Regions from separate parts of the Mus musculus genome. Here regions 1 and 3 are each linked to region 2. The links are chromatin contacts, called in public HiChIP or PLAC-seq maps. All regions are on one chromosome and are shown on one strand. Each heading gives the region's core, a stretch centred on a gene start, on an enhancer-like site or on the middle of the called end of the contact. The rest is flanking DNA. Distances are from core to core; before and after follow the strand shown. Region 1 overlaps Gm12610 (predicted gene 12610). Region 2 overlaps Gm49890 (predicted gene, 49890). Region 3 overlaps Gm12610 (predicted gene 12610).

What was found. HiChIP or PLAC-seq counts read pairs in DNA pulled down with a chosen protein or histone mark.
Region 1: a CTCF HiChIP or PLAC-seq map of the NIH/3T3 cell line shows a contact between it and region 2, with 9 read pairs. The contact joins two enhancer-like sites. A contact is called at or near these places in 2 of 15 datasets of contacts at CTCF or cohesin (both in the NIH/3T3 cell line) and 1 of 115 datasets of contacts at active chromatin or transcription factors (the NIH/3T3 cell line).
Region 3: a contact with region 2 is called in a FOXA1 HiChIP or PLAC-seq map of pancreatic cancer cells. The contact joins two enhancer-like sites. A contact is called at or near these places in 1 of 15 datasets of contacts at CTCF or cohesin (the NIH/3T3 cell line) and 2 of 115 datasets of contacts at active chromatin or transcription factors (the NIH/3T3 cell line and pancreatic cancer cells).

The regions. Positions count from the first base shown.
Region 1 is chr4:89,401,218-89,403,917 of GRCm38.p6, forward strand. All of the region lies in intron 5 of Gm12610 (predicted gene 12610), which reads left to right. Among named protein-coding and RNA genes, the nearest start is that of Cdkn2b, 92 kb to the left of the region's middle. Within about 2 kb of position 1,289, at least 10 of the 459 cell types and tissues checked have an H3K27ac peak or open chromatin away from gene starts, as enhancers often do. A contact at or near this core is called in the NIH/3T3 cell line, where this site is marked.
Region 2 is chr4:88,937,151-88,939,850 of GRCm38.p6, forward strand. All of the region lies in intron 1 of Gm49890 (predicted gene, 49890), which reads right to left. Among named protein-coding and RNA genes, the nearest start is that of Gm49890, 3.5 kb to the right of the region's middle. Within about 2 kb of position 1,396, at least 144 of the 459 cell types and tissues checked have an H3K27ac peak or open chromatin away from gene starts, as enhancers often do. A contact at or near this core is called in the NIH/3T3 cell line and pancreatic cancer cells, where this site is marked.
Region 3 is chr4:89,443,915-89,446,614 of GRCm38.p6, forward strand. The region is part of intron 5 of Gm12610 (predicted gene 12610); the gene reads left to right. It also overlaps the pseudogene Gm12608. Among named protein-coding and RNA genes, the nearest start is that of Cdkn2b, 130 kb to the left of the region's middle. Within about 2 kb of position 1,362, at least 44 of the 459 cell types and tissues checked have an H3K27ac peak or open chromatin away from gene starts, as enhancers often do. A contact at or near this core is called in pancreatic cancer cells, where this site is marked.

The DNA.
Region 1 (2,700 bases), core at 39-2,538, 460 kb after region 2:
CACACACACACACACACCACACACCTGACTATACTCTATATGTTACAGAGCACTGAAAGAGCCCAAATCTTCAAATTTCTATCAACTGTCAAACAATGGCTCTTAAGTAACTATCTTCATAATCCCTTACTTAGTCTATTGCTTTTAAAATTAAGTTGTAGCTGTGTGTGATAACACACACCTTTAATCCAGTCACCCAGGATGTAAAGGTAGGAGGTTATTTGTGAGTTCAAGGCCATCATGGTCTTCATTATCAAGACCCAGGACATCTAGAATTACACAGAGAGACCCCATCTAAAAAACAAAAAACCCCAAACCAACCCCCCCAAAATCTTTGTTTCCATTTCTTCTTCTTTCTTTTCTTTTTTTTTTAAAGATTTATTTATTTTATTTATATGAGTATATTTTAGCTGTCTTCAGACACCAGAGGAGGGCATCAGATCCCATTACAGATGGTTGTGAGCCACCATGTGGTTGCTGGGATTTGAACTCAGGACCTCTGGAAGAGCAGTTAGTGCTCTTAACTGCTGAGCCATCTCTCCAGCCCAGGTTGCCATTTCTTAAGTCCTTTAGATCCCAGAAACATGAAGTACATGTTGGTTACTTGGTTACTCTTCAGAACTTGAAAAAAAGATTGTATTGCTGAAGATATCATATTCTTGAGTCATAGACCACAAATAAATCAAGCTTTGACCAACCTGGAAGCTTCATCTTTCCTGGCTAACTTTCATAATGCTACAAGGTTCTATTTAGAGTAGTGGGGGAGGGAGAAAAGTATTCGACCATTGTACTTAGCTGTGAGCTCCATGAGATACAATAATGACTAGCCTGGCAAGATATGCCCCGGGGTGCAATATGGCACAAGTGAGAACAACCTATAGCTTCCTGCTTATGTTTAAAAGTTCCCTTTAGAAGACAGAACTCATGCCTGGTATTGTTAACTGGGCCAAATGTGTCTGGCTACGTCATAGCCCTAGGGGAGAATACAATATTATTATTCTATGTATTATTAAATTGCCACTGAGATCTATTTATACTGAGATTAGTACTGTATTCTCAGCAGAAGAGCTTCTTTTCATAGTAGGTGGTAATTAATACAAAGATCCACAACTTGCCAATGTGTAGAGCGTAAGAGATCATTCAGTGGTCAGCTCAAAATGAGATGTCTGTATCACACACTTTCTACTCAAGGGTCAGTAAGAGCAAAAGGAATGGGAGCAGCAAGATCATAAGAGGCAGCTAGGGGATGTCTGCAGTGAAACAGTATTTGCTGGGCGTGGCACAAGGGTTGCACACATGAACTCACCGTGGCTGTGACTGCCAGCATGGATCAGGGAGAGGCCTCACGAATTCCCCAGTTGTGAAGATGGTAATGGCTGCTGTGGGAGGGAGGCTCTTTGTTGTTCATGGATTCAGTTAAGAGACTACCTGTGCTTCAATTCATGGTCCTACACTCATGCACGTACAGGCAGAGCTAAATGTTTATCAAAAACAGAACACATGAAGTTGGGAGGGAAAGTGGTGTGTGTATAAGAGGATTTTGAAGGGAAGAAATGGGGATGGCATGTTTGATTAAAGCATACTTATATACAATATGAAATTCCCAAACAGTAAAAATGAGTCATAGTCTATTATCAATACTTATTTAGATCAGTTCATGGATTTAAACAAGCAACCTGCTAAGCTAAAATGTGTTACCTTTATGCTTTAGAGCAGTGGTTCTCAGCCTTCCCAATGCTGCAGCCCTTTAATACAGTTCTTCATGCTGTTGTGACCCTCACCCATAAAATTATTTCATTGCTACTTCATAACTGTAGTTTTGCTACTGTTATGAATCATAATGTAAATATCTGATATGCTGTATACCTGATATGTGACCCTTATGAAAAAAAGAATTGCTTAACCCCAAGGGGGTCACAACTCACAGGTTGATAACCACTACTTTAGATGAAGAGGTTTAGGGAGGTTGTGCAAGTTGCCCAAAGTAGTGCAGAATCAAAGCATTACGTCATATTGTATGCTTTTTTTTTCCTTTTTGATCAAGTTGCACATGCTAGGCAAAAACCTTACCACTAAGGTACATTACCAGCCTTTCAGCTAGAAATATTGGATCCAAATGTCTTTCTGCCTCTAAGCTCAGAGATTTTGAACATTCATGATTAGTGTCTCATGGGTCAGAAAGTGAAATTTTTTTACACAACTATAAAGGAATCAGTATGATCTATGACTAATACACTTTCTGCAGAATTCCAGATTCTGTCTAAATATAGAAAATTCATTTTGAAAATGAACTCAGGGTTCTTTTGAGAATCAGGGCACTTCCTTAATCATATAGTAAGTGGGTTCGTGTGGCTTTCCAGTGATCAGTATGATTGGGTTGATCTAAGTGCCTTCCCACCTTTGTCCAGCCCCATATGGGTCATCTACATTTTTTTGTACTCTCAAAACAGGGACTGGAGAGGATGTGACACTATTTTGTCTCTGTATGCTTTGCCTATAGTCTCCCAGTCTATGGTATGCATGTGTATGCACACATTTGTATGTGTGCACATAGGTGTGTACAGGTGTGCATACACTTTGTGTGTGTGTGTGTGTGTGTGTGTGTGTGTGTGTGTGTGTGTGCTTTTGGGGGACAGAGGTCTAAGCTGGGCTATCTCCTTCACTTGCTCTTCATCATCTTAGTTTGTGAGGCAGGGTCTC
Region 2 (2,700 bases), core at 146-2,645:
GCTCTTCTAGCTTTCAGGCTTCTTGCTCTCTCTCACATCAACCATGAAGGCAATACCTACGTATAAAATAAAGACCTAATATGATGTAAAAGAAAAGTTTCCAGAAGGCCCACCCCACCTCCAAAAAAAAGTCTATTAAACACGAATCAAAAATGCCTATTTGGGGACCCAACCTAGTTTTCAAGAGGCCCTGTACAAGTTACAAAGGAGAAAGGAAGCGAACTATATTACTTCCTTGGTGGGGGACAACCGCACAATATTATTTTAAGCCTTTTTTTTTTTGATGATAAAAATCAAAATAAAATACCTACGGAACTGCCTCTGGAGATACTGAACAATAACCAGAATGACAGTGGGAAACAACTTAAAAAGTTAGCTCCCCTCCAACCAAACACGAGAAACTCAATAAACCTAAAGTCGAGCGTCACTTTTAAATCACTTAAAACAAAAATCAAGTCAACCAAAACTTTCTCAAAACAAATGATAAAACTGAGCATTGTCGAAACTCCCGTTCACCAAGTATTTTAATCCACAGGTAATAAACTCCCGCAAAATAAATAAATAAATAAAAATAAAAAATTCGTGCCTACTTCCCCCTCTAATTCCACTTCAAAGGTGCCAGGATTTCAATGAGGAAGCTGAAAGACGGGATTCGGATTCCAGAAGCAGTCCCCAGGCAGGAGGGCCACAGCTCCAACCCTTGGTGCAGGTTGTGAGCCCCATTGCCTGTCCCTGTCCTTTAGCTCTTTAGGAGGCCACCTAAGCTTGTTTCGCTGCTCCCTACGCGGCCACTGCCTGGCTGAGGAAACCCTGCAGCAGCCGAGGAGCCGGCCCTTCCAAGGGAGGGTCACGGAGAGAAGGGGCAGGAGCTGACGAACATCCTTCATCCTTTTTCCACCATACGAGTACGAACTGAAAACAAGCGAATCCTCGGCTGTGGGGGTTCTCACCGCACGCCTCGTTTCTGTGCACTCCACCGGAGAAGCCCCCGGGAAGTTTCCAAAGCACCCAGAGTTTGAAATGGTGCGTGGGCAACGCGGGGACTCCCCAGCGGAGAGCGCTCCAGCACGCACGCCGCGCTCTGCTTCCCTGCGCGCTCGAGGATCGCGCGCGGCCCGAGCGTGTGGCCGAGCGCGGGTGGCTGTGCGGGACCGCGCCTCCGCTCCCCACGCGCGCCGCCGAGCCGCCTCGTCCCTCGGCTCCCACCAACCCCAGGGTGGCTCGCCGCGCGCCCGGGCCCGCTTACCTGCGGCCTCCACGCACCCCGCGCGCGCCTCTGCGTCCCGCGTTGTGCGCAGGTCGAAAGAAAGCGCCGCGGGCTGTGCCACCTCCGCGCGCCCACACCTGCCGCGCGGCCCGACGCCCCGCCCCGGCCCCGCCCCGACGGGACCGGCCGCGCCTCCGCCCGGCCAGCACCAGCTGCAGCCGGCGCAGCTCCCGAGCGCCGCGGCTAGGCAAGGTTCGCGACAGTCACCGCTGGGGCGGCAGCCACCGCGTGGCAACCTGCGCGAGCCCCGGCATTCTTGACCAGCAGGCCAGCGGCGATGCTGGCAGGGGTCTTCAGAAACCCTGGCGACTGGTGCAGCCCAGGGATCCAATGGCGTTCAAGCCGGAGGGGAGCTCTCCCATCCCTGGCATCCTGGTCTTGGCTGCCTTGAGGCCTTCCTGGACGTTTTTTTTCTGTACCCACCTGCTCCGGATCTTGTTCTTGAGCAGCCTGAGTGCTGCTCTCTGAATCTCTTTACTGGCGTTGCCTTTGTATGAATGCTCCCGTGCACTGCCCTGTCTCCAAGCACGTCATTTTTATTGTCCGATGAGATTCATGTTTAATACTAGAGCGTACAAGCAGAGACATGCGCTTTCCCAATCCTTTCCATGTAAGTTTCAATTACCTAAAAGGTAGAGGTTAGGTTGCCCATCTTGGAAATTCTCAAGCAAATACAGAATTATACACAGCAACATATTTTTTTTTCTGTAGTCTGCAAGCACAGCATGAGGCCTTTTACACTGATTTAAGAGGGTGGAAATTGTCTTTGTACAAGTAAATGCAATTACATTTTAGCAAAAGTCCCATTACCCACCAAGAAAAATTCTACAAGTGGGGTGAGGAAAGGAGACGAATAAAATTCATGGTGATGTTTAATTAATGATGAGATAACATCTCAGTGTAAAAAAAAAATCACATATTCAAACCAGGTGAAAATTACTCACCAGATGTTCCTTAATGAGGTGGTACTCATTTGCTTAGCCGACTACAGAAAAGACAAGCCAAATAGGGTTGATTTATTACACAAATTACACTAACATGCATATATATGAGCTTAAGACTTATGTGAGAAACTCGGGTTTAATTTTTCCTTATGAAGCAGGTGCATAAAATGTTTTTTTTTAATGCTCTCTCCTACACCCAAGTTATGTGTGTTAAGGTCGTGATGATTAATGGTTAACAGTGTTGAATGCACAATGGTAGGAACCATTACACTTCACCTGAAAATGGCTCTGACTCATGAACTCCATTTTGAAGAACTGAAAACTCTCAAGGTTGATCCACTACCTTGATCAAAAAATAAGAATCGGCAGTCAAACATGTCACTATTAAAGTAATTGTGAAGTTTTTTTGAAGTTAGCTTTAAAGTTTATAGTCTGAGTGCAGAGGGGGGAGAATCAAATACCCCCAAATCATGAAAAGCAAGCCTTAAA
Region 3 (2,700 bases), core at 112-2,611, 510 kb after region 2:
TCAACAGAACATAGGCATCTTTGGAATTTACAATTTTGACCTTTTGATATATTAATAAAATATGGGTAAATATATCCTCTATCAAGTTTCATTTCAGTAACTTCTAATTCATCATCCAGGGATTTTTTTCCATCCTTCCCTGTGACGACACCCTTTCTTCCAGCCTTTGTCATTGCATCAGAAATGATGTTGCCAATGCTTGTCTCCATTTGCAGAAATGGAAGGAACCTGACCAATTCCTTCAGGGGTTGTCCCAGGTTTAGATTGTTCTTTTAAGCTTAGCAATTACAGCATCGACAGCCACCATCACACCTCTCTGGGTCTCCACTGGATTAGCCTTTTTGCTGATCCTTTCAAAGGCCTTCTTGGCAGTAGAACATGCTAGAACAGTGGCAGTGGTGGTGCCATCCCCAGCCTCTTCCTTTGTGTTATTGGCAACATTTAGCTCTCATGCTTTTGTATTTCTCCTGTTAATCAGTTGACTTTGCAACAGTGACCTCCATCCTTGGTGACTTTGAGACTTCCCCAACTCTGTCCAATAATCACTGTTCTTCCCTTTGGCCCCATTGTAACAGCTAGCACATCTGCTAACAGGTCTACATTCTGAAGCGTTAAGGCTCGAACATCCACACCAAATTTTACATCTTTGGCATAGGATCCAGTGAGAGGAAGAGCCAGGCGCGCAGGACTCTGGTCTCATCTGGCAAAGGACTGTGGGTAATCGAAGCACTTCTGAGAGGCAGTGGTGGGAGCGCACATAGTGAGGCAGGCTTTCAGTTGCCAGTGAGGACTAAATTTGGTTTTTGTATGTTGGAAGTTGAACCTCATGCATGCCAAGCACATATAGAGCTCAGGCTTCACTGGTGTTATATATTATGACATTCTGCTCATTTATAATGTAGTCCACTTTAGTCTAAAACCTAGGGAAGTAGTCACAGAGTTTGAACAGCCCGTTAAAATGGCATTTAAGTAGACACAAAGTTAAGTATACCAGTACAGTGTTCCTTTGATGTGGGAATTAAAAATGGGGTGGGAGACTTCACCTGGAAAATGAAGACTAAGTTCTTGGTGCTATGAGAAAAGTAAAACAGGGAAGACAAAAATGGAAATTGCTCACCCATTTGCAAGTTACAGGAAGAGGCAGGTTACAGTTCATAGCATCTCTAATCTCAGGGTGATTGGTCTCAGAGAATGAACCACACAAATAGGAAAAAGCAAAACAAAACAACAACAACAACAAAAACCAGGGAGTGACTCAGCTCTAGCTCAGGTTGCTTCTGCGCCTGGCATGACCTCTGCTGTTGTCCTCGGACCTTGCTTCCCTCCTCCTCTGTCGTTGTGGAGAAACAGGAAGGAATGTTTATTAACAAGGCTGGCTGGGGCCACACCCAAAGCAATATCAGAGTTTTACCTCTCCTGGGCCTGGGAAGAGGTCCAAAGATCAAGGGCAGCTTCTGGTTTGTATGAGGCAAGAGCAAACTTAGAGAATATACTGCTTTTTTTTTTTTTGAGCCTTGACAGATGGTCTGCTGGGTGTGATCTCATCTATTCCTCCTGGCCATCCTGAGGCTTGTAACAGGTCACCAGAACCGTAATCCCCAAGGAGCTTTGCCCAAGATGATGGAAGAGCAATGGTTCACTCTCAGGGTTGTGTCTCCGTGGCAGATGTCTTTCACTGCGGGGTTAGCACCCCAGCTGGGATCCTCAGGTCCCTTATCAACAGCCTTTCCCATTTTATCTTCCAGTCCAATCTTGTACTCGTATCTTACGGGCTCCAGTAATGGGTCACACCTTATGTGCTTGAGAGGGGAGGGGAGAAGGTTGAGCAGAGAGGAAGTAAAGAGATAAGGGGACAGGAGACAGAGATACACAGAGACACAGAGACACACAGCGAGAAATAGAAACAGAGAGAGGGGAACAGAGAGAGACAAAGGCAGAGAGTCAAAGACAGAGAGAGACAGTGAGCAAAGGAGATTTCTTTTAAGATATTTTTAGTATGTTTCCTGCCTCACCGAGTAGGGAGGAGGGATACAATTTTTTTTTATTGCTCTGAAGGGTATAAACCATTCCAACGGGTGCCACCCTGTGTGAAAATTTCAGAGATGCCAATAAGCCACTTGAGACAGTAAGGCTCGTGCCTTTCTGTTCTCATTCCTTATCAGTCTCTGACTTGCAGAGGAGGAATGCTGGGGTGGGGGGGTGGTGGGGGGAAGAAAGAACTTCAAGGTTTTAAGAGGGTGGATTTGTGCCCCTGAAATAAATTGGTACAAGTCCTTGCTTAGGCTGTTTCTCCACCTTTCCTTCTTAATAGCTACACACGTCACAGTCAGACCCTTGTATCAGAACAGTGAAACTTGATCCCCTAAATCCAGGCATCCTAGGACATAGCAGTTCCACCTGTGTGGTCTGTGACCCAGCAGCAAGCAACTGTCCTTGAAATTAACCAGTATGGCCACCAGTCCTGTGCCTATTTTCATCACAGCAGCTGATTAATATAGAACTGCTTAAATGGGTCAGGGAATTCATGAAAATGATTTGTTTAAACAATTGTCACTTATTGGCACTTACCGAGACTATGGCTGCCTTCCAGAGGCAATCAGAGAAACCTGAGGACGTGCCAGCATTGGAGTGTAGCCACTGGGATAGTGAGAATTCTTATCCCAGCACCTTTCCACCTTCCCCACCCCACCCCACCCCCCG